Linked DNA regions of Bombyx mori: region 2 is linked to region 1. The links are chromatin contacts, called in public Hi-C maps. All regions are on one chromosome and are shown on one strand. The core of a region is the stretch at or near the end of the contact, and the rest is flanking DNA. Distances in the headings are between cores, read along the strand shown. Region 1 holds the start of LOC101740677 (pleiotropic regulator 1). Region 2 holds the start of LOC101742251 (cytochrome c oxidase assembly factor 5).

Evidence for each region. A called contact is a pair of places that touch in the nucleus more often than the background predicts.
Region 2: a contact with region 1 is called in a Hi-C map of middle silk gland, with 1.5 times the contacts expected there. The contact joins the promoter of LOC101742251 here to the promoter of LOC101740677 in region 1. A contact is called at or near these places in 2 of 7 Hi-C or Micro-C datasets (middle silk gland and whole pupa).

What each region holds. Positions count from the first base shown.
Region 1 is chr23:1,618,985-1,621,727 of ASM3026992v2, reverse strand. LOC101740677 (pleiotropic regulator 1) reads left to right here and starts at 1,401. Exons shown (of 8, transcript XM_004925419.5): 1 at 1,401-1,745; 2 at 2,033-2,160; 3 at 2,638-2,743. The coding sequence starts at 1,630. LOC101740918 reads left to right here. Exons shown (of 4, transcript XM_004925420.5): 4 at 1-1,098. The coding sequence ends at 377.
Region 2 is chr23:2,323,931-2,326,673 of ASM3026992v2, reverse strand. It overlaps LOC101742251 (cytochrome c oxidase assembly factor 5), which reads right to left and starts at 1,419. Exons shown (of 3, transcript XM_004925429.5): 1 at 1,198-1,419; 2 at 891-986; 3 at 1-733. The coding sequence starts at 1,305. The coding sequence ends at 692. It overlaps LOC101741861 (probable cysteine--tRNA ligase, mitochondrial), which reads left to right and starts at 2,424. Exons shown (of 1, transcript XM_004925426.5): 1 at 2,424-2,743.

The DNA.
Region 1 (2,743 bases), core at 152-2,651:
CGGCCCTCACGCCGAGAGGCACGAGACACTTTGTCGCCGACACTTACCCGCACGACGATACGGAGGACCACCACTACGAGTGCGTCGAACCCCCTCTCTACAAACTCGGCCCACCCGAAGACTTGGCCATCACCCGTCACTTCAATGTTGAATACGAAGACCCGGCGCCCCTGATAGAAAATTACAGCGATAGAGCTGAGGACTACTTCCGTAACGGTATCGAGACGCTGCGCAGAACGAGACCGCTCGTGTCATCGCCAACCAGGATCGAACGCCCCAACTTGCCTCCTCTGAACCTTCAGCCGAGGACGCTGCGCCGCGCGCCCCACTCCCGCCGCGTTAGCGACGCTAATAATCCAGAGAAATCGGCCATCTGAACCGAGAGTGGCGCGGTATTCTCCGTCGCCGATACAACTGAAATCGATTACGATTGGCAGTCGATTGAAAATTCGAACGTTGACCGTCTCGTTTAACAACCGTACTATTGACTCTTGTTTCACTGAGTGTAATGCTTTTTTAGTTTTGAAAAATCGTCGTCGAAATTTCTGGTAGTTCAGTGATTAACATTCGTTCATAAATACTAAAATGCTCTTTTACGGTAATTGTGTGTTTATGTAAATATTGTGTATGCACTTATTAAGTATTCCAAGTCTGTGTGTTGAACAGTACAATGTGCTTAGTACCATTTGTATGGAGTTGGAACAGCGCCTTTAGCGGCAAACGCAGAGTAACTGCCCCAGCTCCATACAATTTTGAGTAACTTTTACACGATCGAGAAGTTAAAACAACTCGCACCAGGCACACTGTACAATGTAAATAATACTTTGGAGGATGTTTATTGTATGTAATTTAACATAACAAATAGCTATCATTAAATCAATAAATATTCGAAAACTAGTGAGCAGCTGTATCTAGTCTAGTTTCTAGTCTGTAAGCACAATTTCTAGTCATGTTCGTACCTACTTGTGAATTTAGAGGTAAATATAGATATAGTCCACTGTGTATTTTATTGAAAATCAATTCCACAATTTTCTTCGCAATGAATTTTTATGCTCGAATTTTGTACTTATGAATAAAATCGACGTTGTGTAAACAGTGTTTTTTTCATTTCTAGGAGCAAACTCTAATTAAATTATTGATAAAATTCTGAGCCAAATCCGTACTTTCTATCCGTCACAACAAGCATAAACAACAAACAATAAATTTTTTCTTCAAATACCCTTTAGTATTTCAGCTCAATAAGAGGAATTTAAAATGTTTGTTTTAAAACAATTAAAATGGTAATTTCAAAAAATCATAATAATTATGTTTGTTGCAGGCTAATCGAGATTTGCATTCATTTGCCCAAATTTTTTATTATCTGTACAGTGACACTTGACAGTGACGCTGCTCATACCGTCCATTTGACGTTTGTTTGACGTAGGATTTATTTTGTAGGAAAGTTGTTGCTGTTTGTTGTCGGGTATTTCTTGGTCTCGACACCGTTAAAACCAAAAAGCTTTTCGTAAGAATCATAAGGAATATGCATTAATTAAAAATAAAATTGAATTTAAATGCTGATTTAATATTACAAGTTAATAGTATTTCGTATTCTTTAAGTAATTTTAGACATTAATTAATAACTTCATAATGTCTGAGGACGTGATTAAACATTCTGTACACACTTTAGTGTTTCGATCGTTGAAAAGATCGCACGATATGTTCCTAGCTAATCAAGGAATGTTGCCGCCAATCGACGATAAAGCGTAAGTAAAACAGAATAATATTATTTGAGGTTAGTTTAATACAAGTCCTAATGGAAATAATCGATGAGCTATTTCAAAGATCGGTACAATAGACAAACTAAGCGATTTGTTGTTCCGTATCAAAAAATTTCTGCTAAACCTTTAAAACTTTCTACTGTACTGGAGAAAACCTTTATGGGAGCAGACAATGTTGTCAAGGTAAATAAATTAGAGGAAAATGTCACGTTATGTATAACTACATAAAACACTAGAGTAGATAATTATTATTTATAATTTTACATTAACAGAGAGAAAGTACTGAAATTGGTTAAAGCAAGAGATAGTTACGGACAAGTCATGGGTGCAGTGCGGAAGGCTCAGGCCCTGAAACAACAAGAGTCTGTCACCTGTAGACCTGAAACTCCACTGACCACAGGTAAAAACAATTAACAAACTCCTATATACGGTTAAGCGCTTAGGCTCAGGATAAATAAAACTTCCACTGAAGTACATATTAAAACTCTATTTAAAACTAAGAACACTTACCAAACACTTTACAATTCGTAATTCACTTCTTCCGCTTCGCTTCAGGTGATCCGTTTGCTGTTTCGCTTTGAGTAGATCCTTTTAATAACTGCTTTCATGTCATCTCTGCAACGCTTTTATAGTCAATACGATATCTCTACAAAAATCGAGAACATTCCAGAAATATGGATCAAATACAGAAACAAAAAAAAAATTATTCATTTTTATGGAATTTTTTTTACAACAAAGTTGCATTTTCGTTATGATAAAAAAACAGCAAGAATTTAGCTGTGGACCTCATGAGTTCTATGCTCATTACATTCAATAAAAAATCGGTCCAATACTCCTTGATATTGCAATGAAATAAATCGAATGTTTTCTTTAGCAGAAACAGTGGAAACTGCACCTTTGCCGTCGGAAGGGGCTGTTGTCCCATACTCTGGACCAACACCTTCACCGTCACCAGCTCCCCCCTCGGGGGCTTTAACTGTACC
Region 2 (2,743 bases), core at 170-2,669, 700 kb before region 1:
GAATAAATTTTCTACCTTTAAATTGTAAAAAGTATTACATAATGTACATACATAAAGATAAAGGTTTAACATGGGTTAGATACATAGCACAAAAAAGGTTAAACTAAGAATTTATTACTTTCTGAGTCCTGGGTAGAAACAATAAACTATATACTGATTTTAAACTCCTAATTGAGGAACTACTTTAATGCTTTTAAAATCTATAATAATGCTTATTATACCTGGAGGCATAGTACAGATCAGGCAGGTATTGTCTTACCATTAGAACTTATTATAAAACCATGTCACAGTTAAGTAAATTACAGTCATAAAATTTATTGGTTCAGTTTACAAGTGAAACAATTCAGTAGAAATGTATGAAAATACCCTGGAATTTTATTTTGCCTCAAATACTGTTAACTTTTTATTTTTATGGCCTAGTAGTTAATTATAGTTTTTCTTTGACCCTTAAATATCTCTAGCCCAGAAAATCCTGATTTGAGTTTTATGGAATATTACATGACTAATACACATTTAACTAAACTATAAAGAATTGAAAATATTATATAGTAAACTGCATTGAAGGGAATGACTTACAACTAAAAAAAGACCAGTTTTAAGTACCTATTACTCTGCATTATTTTGTATTTAAATCTTCAATAGGTAATTTCATGAACTAAACACTTAATAAAATTGTTTAAAATAATATATTTTAATATCCTTTATGACCTCGAAACCTTCTTCTATTGTCTAGCTGAAAATATACAAATATATATTTAAATTTACTTATCCATCGCATTTAACTTAATTTTTATTTACTTTTTTTTAAGTCATATTATGCTATTTTGTCTGTATACTCAGGTTATTTTTACATCATTTCAAAGCCAAATATTCTTATATTTAGTACTTACTAAAGATCGTTTACACTCAAAGAAGCTTTGTCTCAATTGTAAGCATTCTTCAGGCACTAAGCCATCTTTTAAACATTCCCTTGGTGTCTTTTTGTCCTGAAATGAAATTTATCCATTATAAATATTTTAAGGAACAACATAGGCAGTGATTTTAAAAATTAATCCTATAAATGTAATAAATACCTTAGGCTTGACATTTTTGATGTGTTGAATGGATTAAAAAAATTTAACTGAATCATTAAATATATAAATATTTCAGTGTATCTAATAAAAATATATGCCGTTTTTATGATACACTAAAACTAACCTTTTTGCAACAATCACTTTTTAATAAACATGACTTTAAATCTGCACGTATACCGGCACATGGCGACTGATCTACTAAGCCTATCTCATCAGGAGCAAAACTAACCATTATTTATCAATAGTAAACAAACTCGTAAATTAAAACCGCAATGTATTAATTTACAATTTCTATGATTACGAGTTACGACTAATAAATCCAATACCAATAAACTTCACGGACTTTTTTTCGAATTTTTTGAGCGGCCTGGAATCTGTTCTTTTAAGCCAAATCTTCATGTTGTGTTTGATAGAAGTGAGCCTTAAAACGCCTGTGCGTATACTATGGCAATGATATTTTTTATGACTATCTCTACTGGGTTTCCCTCGGCTTTCGCTCGTCGTAGACATAATTAAAACTATTTTTACATCTTAGTCCGTGACCAAAACAATTATTAAGTATTCGAAACTGCTTAAATAAAATGCTGACAATAAAAACGCGAGATTAAACCATAAAGTAGTTTTCATTGTAACTATCTATCTTTTATTAACGACAACGCACTGGTAAAAGTAACGCTACTAAATATTTGAAGTCTGATCATATTATTCATTATGTTTCGATAATATATGTTCCGCTGAACCATAAAATATTTGCATTTCACTGTCGGAAAATGAAACAATAACACTAGATATTATGGCTTCTTTTGTTCTCGCAAGAAGTCCATTGAATTCATTAACTTCATTTCAGTAACCTTCCACCGTTTTACTAAGAGGCTACTTGATTTCGTCAAAATCGTCGTGGCCTAAAGGATAAGACGTCCGGTGCACCAGTGTTCGAATGCCGCAACCGGGTACCAAATGAAATACGTACTTAACAATTGTTCACGATCGACATCCACGGTGAAGGAATAACATCGTGTATATAAAAAATATCAAACCCGCAAAATTAAAATTTGCGTAATTACTGGTGGTAGGACCTCTTGTGAGTCCGCACAGTTAGGTATCACCACCCCGCCTATTTCTGCCATGAAGCAGTGGCCGTTTTCCAATTACAGCACAAGAGCGCATTATGCGGCATAATGCTCAACTAAACTTCAGCATAATTCGGCATTGTGCGTCACTGAGTCGCATTATGCTCTGTAATTGGAAAACTACCATTAAGTAATGGATAATGCGCTCTTGTGCTGTAATTGGAAAACGGCCAGTAATGCGTTTCGGCTTGAAGGGTGGGGCAGCCGTTGTAACTATACTGAGACCGTAGAACTTACATCTCAAGGTGGGTGGCACATTTACGTTGTAAATGTCTGTGGGTTCCACTTAACCACTTAACACCAGGTGGACAGTGAGCTCATCCAGCCATCTAAGCAAAAAAAAATCATCTCGTCTCACACCTATGGTCTAGCTCTAGGATTAGGTCTTTTCTCAGACACTTACTTTTAACGAATTGGGCACTTCTCCCTTTGCCAATCTAATAAACCAATCAACCAAAAAATGTTGTTATCAATCAAATATTATTTACAATTTATTTGAAACAACATTTAGTATCAGCAAGTTCGAACTGCCTGAAATGT